Linked DNA regions of Rattus norvegicus: region 2 is linked to region 1. A link is a contact called in public Hi-C data. All regions are on one chromosome and are shown on one strand. The core of a region is the stretch at or near the end of the contact, and the rest is flanking DNA. Distances in the headings are between cores, read along the strand shown.

Region 1 (6,132 bases), core at 1,793-4,292:
AGTAGGGAACCTCTCCTTAACTTACTTACTGCAAGCCCCAACCCAGGGGCTTACAGACAGGAATCCTGACACCCCCCTGCCTACACATGGGCTGTGTGGCCAGCAAGGGCTTAATAAACGCTGTGGGTTTACACCCCCTAGGATGGCTGAAAGCGGCTCCATTCAGTGAATACCTGAATCGATAAAAATGTGCTTTTTAAAAGCGGGGACCTGAGCTTGGGGGTCCTCACTTGGAATCCCAGCACTGTAGAGAGAGGGGGAGGAGGGTGTCTCGTTTAAATCCAGCCTGGCTTGAGCTGTACAAACAGCAACAAAACGAAACATCTGCTGCACCCCTACTATGTGCCAAGCATGAGGCTATAATGCCAAACGGATTTTCAAAACAAGGCAAGGCAGCCCTCCGCTCCCTCCCAGCCTGCTAGCCCACAGGCGGTGCCCTTTGGTTAGATTCTTGTGATGGAATTCAGGGCTGATGAATGACTCCTGGGCGTGCTGAGCCTCTGGACAGAGGGATTCTCAGCAGGGTTCCTGTGGGACCCACCCACTCAGCAGGTATTCACTGAACCAGTTGCTTTCAACCAACCTAGGGGGGCACAAACCCACAGAATTCTTCAACCAGGCAGGTGGGGCTCCATGGGGCTGGGAAAAGAAGCCCAGGGTGATGGTGTACCAGCAATCTGCAGGTCCCTACAAGCTAGGGGTTTTGACCTCTCCCAAGATGGGCTGAAGCACTACCTGTCAGTTTAGCAGGGAGGGGTGAACTGAAGTAAATCTTAACAAAAGGGAGGTGCAAGATAACACGTGGTGAGATGGAGCCGGGAGTCTCTGGGCTTGCACAGGAAGTGCAACCCCCCCCCCCCCACTCTTCACAGATCCCCGACCCCCAGACGCCTCAGTGTTCCTGGCAAGTGTGAAATCGGCACCAGGCCGGCTGGGACAAAGGCCACTGAGGGGGGCACTGTACATGTGATACCCCTTGGATTAAAGGGGCCTGCCACGCAATGAGCCAGCAGCTGCGGCCAGAACAGGTGCTGGGCACCGCTGCCCCATGCACCTGCTCTAACCCTGCAGGCCCCCACCCCCTGGGCCACCATTAAGACACACAATGGAAACCCATGAGAAGAGGGTGGTGCATTTCAAGGAGGGTTTTGTCTGAGCCGTGCCTTTACATCAAAACACAGTCCCTGGGGGGGATAGGAGGCAGCCTAGGACCCCTGAGGGCTTCTGCTCTCCCAAAGTAGAGCCCCACAGCTTAGCAACCCTGCAGGAAAGGCCAGCCCAGCCTGTTACACTTTTATAGGTTAAATCTGAGGCAATCTATGCCCGGAGGAGCAATGGGTAAGTAGTCTTATTCATGTAATAAAGGTGTCAATGAGACCTGCAAATACCACCCCCTGGCCCGAGGCCTCACTGCTCCAATGCTGGCCACAGGAAGCACAGCTCCAACGGGCCAGCTCACACCCCAAAGCTGCCCCAACAGGAATCTCCACCAAGACTGGCTGAAGCCTTTTCCTCACACTTCTAGAAGCTTAGTGTTCCAAGGCTGAGAGGAGAGCAAAGTCATTTCATTTTTTTAAAATGATGCATTTATTCTATTCTCTTATTCTATGTGGATTGCTGTTTTGCCTGTATGTGTATCTGTATGAGGGTGTCATATCCCCTCTAACTGGACTTACAGACAGTTGTGAGCTACCGTGTGGTGCTGGGAATTAAACCAGGGTTCTTAACCACTGAGCCACCCTCCCAGTCCCTGGGAAGTCATTTCTTAGCGGCACCTGTACCCAGCACTTCACTCTGTACAAAAGCCCCACAAAGTGTTCTTAGGTTGATTTTAGAAATGGGGAGACCGAGGAAGTTCTCAACCGAGGATTCAAGGCCAGGTGGAGAATATCCTGTCTACCAACATCCTGTCTGGCTTCTACAATGCCCTCCCGAACAGCAAGGAACTGGACAGAGAACAACCAACCAACGTCTACTTTGTCCACTGCTTGGCAGCGACGGGAGTTAAGTGTTGAGTCCCCCAGGGTCTGAGTGAGGCCAAACAAGACTCAGCACTCAGCTATGTACACTCACCAGTGTGGGTGCGGACGTGGCCCTGGAGCAGCCAGGGCCTGGAGAAGGCCTTTCCGCAGGTCGTGCAGACGCAAGGCAGCGTGTGGCTTCGGATGTGCATCTTCAGAGCGCCCAGGCTGAGGTACTCCTTATTACAATATTTGCAGTTGAAGGCCTTCCGGGACTGGGGGTCCTTGGCCACCGAGAGCCTGGCCAGCTGCTTGGGAAGTTGGCCCAAGCCCGGGAAGGCAATGAAGGCCTCGGCTTCCAGGGATGAGGCCGAGGTGGAAGAGAAGGACGACGGCGCCGGCGAGGGCGGGCTGGGCGGCTGGGAGCTTTTGCCACTGTCCTCATCGGACAGAGAAGTCAGCTCTGCGGCCCTGGGGCTCTCCCGCAGCGGGAGGGTGGCCCAGGCCACCGGCTGTACTTGGGGCACCAGGAGAGAGTCCCAGATGAGGGTGGGCAGCGAAGCGGCGGGGTTGAGGACCTCGGGCGGAGGGATGGCCGCCAGCAGGTGGGCCTGGTCGTAGGGCTGCTGGAAGGTGAACTCTGCGGGAAGAGACAGCAGGGAGTCAGCTGAGCCGATTCTCGGGGCGCCAAATAGGGGGGCTCCCCGCCCGCCCCTCCCCCACCCGGGCTCCGCAGGGCTGCCCGCCTTCGGGTCTTCACTCGCAGAGCCTCCCCGTCCCGGGTCACAGACGCCCTGGGTGGACCCCAACTGCCAAGACCTGGAGCTCCAGATCCACCTGTCGCGCCCGCAGAGCCCGATTCTCTCCGCCGCACCCTTGAGATCCCCGAACCGCCCGCGTCCCGCACCCCGCCACGCACCCACACACGCGTCCTGCAGCTCGCTATAGTTGGGCTTCCGGCGGGGGTCGGACGGCTTCCTGACCAGGAAGGAGCGCGGCATGGTGGCCGGAGCGACCTAGGTAGTCGGGGTCACCGGGTCGCGCAAGGTCGGTAGACAACTCTGCTCGCGAGGCCCGGCCGCGGCACTGCGATCCCCTCGGACCAGCAAATTCCTTTAAGTACCAGAGCTGGGGGCGTGGCCTCGGCTACGATCACGCCCCTTTGTCAAGATTGCGCCAATAGCTGACGGCGGCGGGGCCGGAGACCGGGATCAGAGCAGGTGCGCCTGGGCTGCAGGGGCTCCCGCCGCGTGGCGCTGAGATTGGGCTTGGGCTCCTCTCGGGCCGGACCGTGCGGTGTCCCAGCGCCTCGGGCGACCCCTGGTGGCCGCACTTGCCCCCCGCCGAGCGCGGGGGCCCCCCAAGATACCTGAGTTGTTCACCTTTGGGCACGGGGGAGCAAGAAAAGTGCGGCTCTGCACGTGCTTAGGAGTTCCTAGAGCTGTCAGTACAGCCCAGGACAAAACAAGCAATGCCCTACCCTATCTAAGGATGGCTTCCAAGGATGGAGGAGACAGTCGGAGTAAACAGAGGATTTTAATGCTAAAGGGAGGGGTGATTTGATGAAGGGAGGTAGGGAGAGACAGCTGTGACCGTCAATGGACGGTCACCTGACAGGGGAGGGTGTCCATGACTTCCCAGAGGAAGTGAAGAAGCACGGAGGGGAAAGGCCCGAGGTTAGAGTCAGTAATTTCAGCCTGCCCAACCTTTGAGAGCAGTTCCCAGGATGAGGTTGGTGTGGGCAGGCCTCGAGGGGTCCTCGAGGTTTCTGGCCTCGGGTCTTTGGAGGAGTTTGGACTTTGCCTTAAGGGCACTGGGGAGTCACGGAAGGACTTTCAGCTGAGGATGGATGCGTTTAGAGTTGCGTTGTGAAATACCACTGAGGACAGGTGCGAGGCAGAGGTAGCGAAGACCAGGGCTGAGACTCTTGACTTCCTGAAAATCGTGTTGGAAGGGTCCCTGGGAGGAAGTGTGGCCCGGGAAAACAAGTCCACATCCCATATTATGGAGCTATAAACACCTGTAAAGTGGAGGGGCTATGGAAACCTCTAGGGCCCCGCGCTAGAAGAACCACTGAGTCTCGAGGCACTGGAGGTAACGACAGTGAATAGAATCAGACGCCCAGCACTGGTAGGAGGATGGTCAGACAATAGGCAAATAGGGTGCAGAACACTGCCCTCTGCGCAGATTTAGTTCATCCATGAATCTCCCCTTGAGTCCAGAGGGAGAGCACTCAGCGTCCCACCACCACCCTCGTCCCAACTGACAGGTCAGGTGACTTTTCTCCACCCCCTACGCTCAATGAACAGTCTTTCCTACCACAGGACCTTGGTACCTGCCTGACTCCTGACCTGTTTTCTCTCCCAGATCTACACCTGGCTAGACTTCCTTTCATCCTTTGTTTCTGCAGCGAGCAACCCGCCCCCGCGGCCCCCCAAACCTCCTCGGAGCCTCCTTAGTAAGGAGGGAAAGAGAAAGGTAAATGGAGCCCAAGGGGAGGCCCGTTCACGCCCTCACACCTGTCAGAGCCTTCAAAGTAAAACTTGGTCAAGTGATGGATGCTGGCATACCGCCGCTTAGAAAAGGTGTGACTTAGCCCCTAACAGGTGACAGGCGACTCTCCACACCCAGGAAGCTGCCTTCCTAGGCCGGACTGCCACCCAGAGTTTTTCAGCCAAGCTTTCCTCGAGAGAGTGTCTGAAAACACCTAAGCCCGCCCTGCCCTCACAGGCAGACACATCCTGATTTGATTATCTAAGGGCGGGGCTGTTGGCATTCGCATTTTAACTGTCAAAAGGACTGGATGCCTCTAAAAAGTAACCAAAGCTAAGAACCCATAGCCAGCCTCAAACCCAGACCAAACAACACGACAGCCCTGACACCTGTACCCCACCTCCAGCCCCACCCCCCACAGGGTTTTTCCGTGGACCAGGCTGCCCTTGAACTCAGAGATCCACCTGGCTCTACCTCCCAAGTGCTGGGATTAAAGGTGTGTGCCACCATTGCCTAGCTGGCACCTGGGTTCTTAATATCAAAAGGAAAATGGAAGAGAGAGTGTGAAAAAAGACCAGAAACCCCCAACAAAACCAAACCCTCAGATATCGCTCAACTGTAGACATGAACTAACCAGACTACATACCCACAGTGGAAGACCATACAGCAACAAAAAAATAACTACGGCCAGATTGGGTGGGGTGGGGGAGACACATCTGTGTTCCTTCTACTTTGGAGGCAGAGACAGGAAGCTTGGAGTTTCGAGGCTAGTCTTGGCTGAAGAGTGAGAGTCTGTCAGGAAAAGGAAGGCAGGAAGGCTGCATGTACAGTTCTATGCAACCACGGAATGACTCCCAGCCCATAGTGACGAGCAAAAGCCAGAAACAGGTGTGCGGTTACCTGTAGCTGGTCAGAGGCAGGCAGAGTGAGTGGAATAGAATTCAGGGATGCTCCCTGCACTTCCGGAATGAAAGTGGAAGGGTGCTTAATGCAGAATCTTTCTCTCTCTCTCTCTCTCTCCCTCCCTCCCTCTCTCTCTCTCTCTCTCTCTCTCTCTCTCTCTCTCTCTCTCTCTCTTTCTGTTTTGGTTCTTTTTTCGGAGCTGGGGACCAAACCCAGGGCCTTGTGCTTGCTAGGCAAGCGCTCTACCACTGAGCTAAATCCCCAACCCCTCTTTTTTTTTTTTTTTTCTAAGACTGTATTTCCTTATTTATTGTTGTTTTTGAGACATAGTATCACTTTGTAGCCCTGGCTGTCCTGGGACTCACTCTGTAAACAAGGCTGGTCTCACACTCACAGACAATTGCCTCTGCCTCCCCAGAGCCGGGATTAAAGGTGTGTGCAGGCACTGCCCAGCCCTGTTTCTTATGATTCTATTAATGTGTATGCACCTGTGGGAGTGCACACCACATGAGCAGATGCCCTCAGAGACCAGACTCCCCTGGCATTTGAGGTTGTGGGCCACATTGTGGCTGCTGGGAAACAAACTCGGATCCTCTGTAAGGGCTACTGTTCTTAGCTGCTGATATTCATATTCATTCTCTCTCTCTCTCTCTCTCTCTCTCTCTTTCTCTCTCTCTCTCTCTCTCTCTCTCTCTCTCTCTCTCTCTCTCTCTCTCTCTCTCTCTCCAGGGCTTTCTTGAATTCCAGGTCCTCCTGCTTCCATCTCCCTAGTGCT
Region 2 (6,132 bases), core at 1,548-4,047, 140 kb before region 1:
CAGCAGCTGCGTGTGGTTCCCAAGCACCTGGGACCTGGCTGGTGCCACCGAAAACATTTTTACTGCATTCCTCTTTGTTTTTGAGACAGTCTCATGTGGCCCAGGCCAACCTTGACCCCTGTTGCTCCACTGGGATGCAAGTTTGACCCACCACACCTGGCTTGAATTTTTTTTTTCTTTTCTTTTTTCCGGAGCTGGGGACCGAACCCAGGGCCTTGCGCTTGCTAGGCAAGTGCTCTACCACTGAGCTAAATCCCCAAACCCTTGAATTTTAATATTTAAGTTCTCACCTGTGGCTGGTGACCACTGTACTGAGTAACAATGGTCTAGAATTATCTCTACCATCTACTGGTTGGTGGTTTTGTTGTTGTTGTTGTGTTACATGTGGTGTTTTGCCTGCATGTCTGTGTGCCTGGTGTCTGCAGAGGCCAAAAGAAGGGGTCAAATTCCCTACAGCTAGAGTTACAGACGGTTGTGAGCCCCCATATGGGAGCTAGGAATCGAACCTAGGTCCTCTGGAAAAGCAGCCAGTGCTCTTGATGTCTTAGTTAGCGTTCTACTGCTGTGAACAGACACCATGACCAAGGCAAGTCTTATAAAGGACAACATTTAACTGGGGCAGGCTCACAGGTTCAGAGGTTCAGTCCATTATCATCAAGGCGGGAGCATGGCAACGTCCAGGCAGGCATGGTGCAGGAGGAGCTGAGAGTTCTACATCTTCATCTAAAGGCTGCTAGCAGAAGACTGGCTTCCAGGCAGCTAGGATGAGGGTCTTATAGCTCACACCCACAGTGACACACCTACTCCAACAGGACTACCCCTTCTAATAGCGCCACTCCCTGGGCCAAGCATATACAAACCATCACACTTCACTACCCTCTGCCCTGCCCCCTCTATGATCTCATGTTAACTGAAGAAAAAACTTTGAGGTGGGAACCTGCTATAGTTTTGGGAGAGGGTGGAAGCTCCTGCTCAAAATGGAAGGCATAAGAAAGTTGGAACCAGGGGTTGGGGATTTAGCTCAGTGGTAGAAAGCGCAAGGCCCTGGGTTTGGTCCTCAGCTCCCGAAAAGAAAGAAAGAAAGAAAGAAAGAAAGAAAGAAAGAAAGAAAGAGAGAAAGAAAGAAAGTTGGAGCCATGTAGACGGGGGCCAAGCAGTTCACCCCAAACCCCACCGAGCCTCTATTTTATCCTAGCTCATTGCCTGAGTGCTCAAACCCAGTGCTCAGCAGACTGAGAAGAGGGTACCAGCTTCAGCTACATAATGAGTTCAGGACCAACCTAGATGACAGAGTAAGCCTGTCTCAGTGGTTGGGGAATAATCAGAAAAAACACACCAGTTTACCCTTCCAGGCTCCTAGGGGGTCAGAACGTGGGTGTTAGTGGGGCCAGGTGCCCACTGGGACACCCACAAAGTGGCTTCTTCGTCCCTGAGTTCAGCCCTCACTAGGGTGGCCCACAGGGCTGATGGATGGATAAGCGGTGTGTCTGTGACTGCAGCCCTCTATTCCACCGTGTCCCCAAGAGCTGCTTCCTCCCTGTGTGGTTTCCATGGGACCTTAGTACATGGTCCACATTGGCTTTCCTGGTATCCTCTCCCATGTGACCGGTGTTCCCCATCTCCCAGCATGTGCTTCTGACATGGCAACGGGCTTCTCCAGTATCGTCGAAATGGAAGCTACCAGACCTTTCTAGGCTTAAATCCAATAGTGGCTCCGGGACAGAGGTTACATACAGCCTTTGTCCAGCAAAAGACCTCCACCCTCGAGACCTTCAGGTCAGTCTCCCATCAGTGTGACAAAATGCCTGAGGGAAACATGGACTAATGCAATAGAGGGTGGTGGTCATGTGACTCAGCAGGTGAAAGTTACAGTAGCCCGGGGGCCACCGTTCAATCCCTGAACCGCATGTGGAAGGAAAGAGCTGGCTTCTGAGGTGGCACGTAGGGGACAAAGATGGGAGGACCAGGAGTTCTGAGGCTGTCCTGGGCTATAGAGAGAGTTTGAGGCCAACCTGTGCTACCTGAGAGTCAATAATTTAGACACAAAGGGGGCTGGAGTTACAGTCCAGACATTGGCATTGTCAAGCATCTCCTCTCTCGCGATGTTATGTAAATAGTTCTCCTTCAGCTCTGATTGGCTAATACAGAGCTGATCAGCCAATAGCTGGGCTGGGAAGGAGAAGGCGGGACTTCTGATTCCAGTGGGGGACCAGAGAGAGGGGCAAGGGCCATGAGAACTCACCAGGAGGGTCACCAGGAGAGGGTGCGTGGAACAAGAGCAGCCAGAGCAAGACTAAGATAGCAGGTAATGCCATGTGACTGGGAAACAACCAGACCACTATGGCCAGGTTAGAACAGATGAGAACCCTGCTATAACACAAGAGGCTTTTTAATAGGTGTACCAGCTCTCTATGTCATTATTTCAGAGGCAGAGCGGGCGAAGAAAAGCCCCAAACATTTACATGCGCTCAGGGGTAAGAGCCCTGGCTGCTCTTTTGCGGGCTGGCTCAGCTCCCAGCACCAACTTGACAGCTCACAGCCGTCTGTAACTCCAGTGAGTTTCAGGTGATCTGACGCCCTCTTGCGGCCTCTGCAAGCACTGCGTGCACATGGTGGTCGGACATACATGCTGGCACACAGCATAAAAAAAATCTAAATCTAAAAAAAGTCTTTAAAATACGTAGAGACACAAATGAAATTAGCCAGCGGGAGAAAGGATTTCTATGTTGTCCCACTGTTTCAGAGGATCCTGTCCCGGGTCAGCCGCTCCGATGCCATGGGCCGGAAGCCAGGCTGAAGCATTGTGGCAGAAAGCCATACAGAGGAAAGGTACATAAGACTGCAGTGCAGATGCAGAGAGAGGAGAAGGCGTGCCCTCAGTTCCCATTTCCCGTGACAGCCCCAGCTCCGAAGAGCTGAACTTGCCTGGTCCCAGGGTTAACCTCAGGTGATGTTCAGTCTCTGCTCATTAACACTGCCCCAACCCACACCCTCAACCCAATGCGCATCTAAGCCTTCAACGCCCCAGCCTCTGCAGGATTCAAATACAGACGACAACAGAAAGCCTGCCACTAACCTTTGTCCATTCTGTTCCCGCCTCTGTAACCCCTTCCTGCTCTGTTTGGGCCAAGGCAAACCACACACCCCTTCTATACATTGTCTAAGTCACTATTCCAAGGGCGTACAGTGGGCTCAGAAGCAGTGGTTTGAGGGCCCCATGTCAGAAACACACACACACACACACACACACACACACACACGCACGCACGCACGCACGCACGCACGCACGCCCGCCCTATGGGCCAAAGCTCTCTCTGGATACACCTGCAGGTGAGGTGCGCAGAGCCACCGCCAGAGGGCGCTTCCGCCCAATGTCGCCTGACATCAGATCGCTAACCAGAAGATGACCCTGAGTGAACCAGGCCAGACAACCTACTCTGCTCTGCCTCCCGGAGAGCCAGCGTCTACCCTGCTTGACTTCTGTGTGCACAACATCTGCGTGGGCAGGTATCCTACAGTGGGGTGGCTTTCTGTGTAGAGACCCGCTGTTACCTCCCACCCACCCCAGTGATAGCTTGGGTTTTGGTGCTGAAAATGGAACTTAAAATAAAAGTTGCATTTATTTATTTGTGTGGAGGGTGCAGTCATGCCACAAGGGGGCGTGTGAAGGTCAGGGGACAACCAGTTAAGAATCAGTTCTCTTGTCACCATGGGGATCTTGGAGATTGAATGTAGGTCTTCAAGTTTAGCAACAAATGCCTCTTGACCCACTGAACCATCTTGCTCAGCCCCAACGTTTTTCTTTAAGTTTTTATTTTTAGATTTTTTTTCTTTTTTCTTTTGTTTTTTTTTTTCGGAGCTGGGAACCGAACCCAGGGCCTTGCGCTTGCTAGGCAAGTGCTCTATCACTGAGCTAAATCCCCAACCACTATTTTTAGATTTATTTATTGTATCATGGGGTGTGTTTGCTGCGTTTATGTATATCACCTACATACCTGGAGCCTAAAAACTTCCAAAGAGGGTGTTGTGTCCCCTAGACCCGGAGTTTTGGATGGTTGTGAACCAACATGTAAGCACCAAGAATCGAACTAGGATCCTCTGCAAAAACAAGAGCTCTTCATTGCTGAGTCAACCCTCCAGCCCTCTGACTGCCAAAGCTGTCCTTGAACTTCCATTCTTCCTACCTCAGCCTACCCTATAGCTGGGATTATAGGCCTGGCCACAAGGTCTTGTGTAGCCGAAGATGACTATGAACTTCCGGTCCTCCTGCCTCTGCCTCCATGGTGGAGGTGGGTATCAACAGATCCAGTTCGTGAGGCTGGGAATGGACCCAAGGCTTTGTGCGGCATAGGTGAGGGCTCTACCTCTGGTCCGCCCACTCTTTAAGTGTTTTGATTATGAAACAAACAATTTAAGATTTAGAGAGAAGATACATAGTTGCTCCGTTATTACCATCTGATGCTTAATTTGATACAACGCAGGCCTTGTTATCCTTTCTGAGCTGTTAAAATGGGAGCGCCAGAGTTTACTCTGCCAGACCCAGTAGGTGCGCTGAGACTAGAGTTTCACTAATATAAACCAAAGCATTTCTATGGCTCCGGCTCACTTGGATGGCACCACTGGCCTCAGCTATTTATGTCCTCTAAGATGCAGATGTGGCCTGCCACTCTCTGTTGCCTCTTCGCTGTCCTGTGGCTGGAACATTTGTTCGTTCTCTTTCTCTCTTTCCTTCTTTCTTTCTTTCTTTCTTTCTTTCTTTCTTTCTTTTTTCTTTCTGTCTTTCTTCCTAAATGCATTTTTAAAGGGTTTGTTTATTTCTTGTGTTTACAGTGTTCTGCCTGAGTGTTCACCTGCTCCCCAGAAGACAGCTCCAGATCTCATTATAGATGGTTGCAAGCCACCATGTGGTGCTGTGAATAAAACTCAGGACTTCGGGAAGAGCAACCGTCTCTCTCTGGCCCTCATCTTTCTTTTCTTTCTTTTTACAGGGTCTTTCTATATAGACCTGTCTTGGTATCCTAGAACTCAGGACAGTCCTCCTGTCTCAGCCTCCCAAGGGTCAGGCTTGTGAGACCTCTGCTATTCTTTTTGTCCTGCCATTTTGGAAACCTGTGGCTTGTCCTTTCTGGTCTTGTATGCCTACAATGTCCCATGGGAGCAGAGCCCTGTAGCTCCCATGTGGGTGCAGCAGGTCTGGAGGGCTAGAACCTCAGCCAGATGCCGCCACCAAGGGCTGTGACTTCAGCCCTCACACCAGCTGCCTGGCCGCTGGAGTATTTTGATGACACAAAAGCCGTTGTCCCCAGAGACATCCAGGGAAAGCACAAAGCTTTCTAAGACTGAGGACCACGGATCCTTCCTGACATGTTCTATTTATCAGAGAGGAGAAGGACAGTCAGAAGTATGTCTGTCTGTCTGTCTGTATTTGTGCATATCTATATCTGTCTCTGTATTTGTGTTTGTCTCTGTATCTGTCTTTCTATATGCATGTCTGGTGTGTCTGTCTGTGTTTACGTGTGTGTGTGTGTGTGTGTGTGTATCTTTCTGTCTGTATTTGTGTGCATGTGTGTCTGAGTGTGCTTGTATCTGTCTTTGTTTGTGTATCTGTTTGTCCTTCTGTATGCCTGTCTGTGTATGTGTCTGTGTGTATGTCTGTGTGTATGTCTGTGGGTGTGTGTTTCTGTGTTGTGTCTATGTGTCTATGTCTCTGTGTGTCTTCTTTCTCTGTGTGTGTGTGTGTGTCTGTCTGTGTGTATGTGTGTGTGTGTGTTTAGCTGCACATCAGAGGTTAAAGGTTAACATGAGGTAACTTCCTCAGTCTCTCTCCACCTTGTTTTATGAGTCAAGGTTCCTCGCTAAACCTGGAGCTCACTCATTCAGCTCAGCTAGCTGCCAGTGAGCCCCAGGATCCCCCTGTCTCTGCCTCCGGGCACTGAGATTACATAGATGCACTCCCCTCTTTATGTCGGAGCTGGGGATCAAACTCAGGTCTTTATACTTGCTCAGCAAATGCCTTACCAGTGAGCCACCACCCCCATTCAGACAGGATCTCGTGTAGCCCAGGATAGCCTAGAACTCAACAAACTTCCTGACTAGAGATGTGTCCCTCCAGACCCTGCTCTTAAAGAGACG

Evidence for each region. A called contact is a pair of places that touch in the nucleus more often than the background predicts.
Region 2: a contact with region 1 is called in a Hi-C map of hepatocytes, with 2.8 times the contacts expected there. The contact joins the enhancer-like site here to the promoter of Snai1 in region 1. A contact is called at or near these places in 9 of 12 Hi-C or Micro-C datasets (the A7r5 cell line, the Rat2 cell line, Schwann cells and 5 more).

Annotation. Positions count from the first base shown.
Region 1 is chr3:176,664,386-176,670,517 of GRCr8, reverse strand. Snai1 (snail family transcriptional repressor 1) reads right to left here and starts at 3,042. Exons shown (of 3, transcript NM_053805.1): 1 at 2,881-3,042; 2 at 2,074-2,601. The coding sequence starts at 2,962.
Region 2 is chr3:176,805,611-176,811,742 of GRCr8, reverse strand. No RefSeq gene overlaps it. Among named protein-coding and RNA genes, the nearest start is that of Cebpb, 8.3 kb to the left of the region's middle. Within about 2 kb of position 2,797, at least 7 of the 93 cell types and tissues checked have an H3K27ac peak or open chromatin away from gene starts, as enhancers often do. A contact at or near this core is called in hepatocytes and liver, where this site is marked.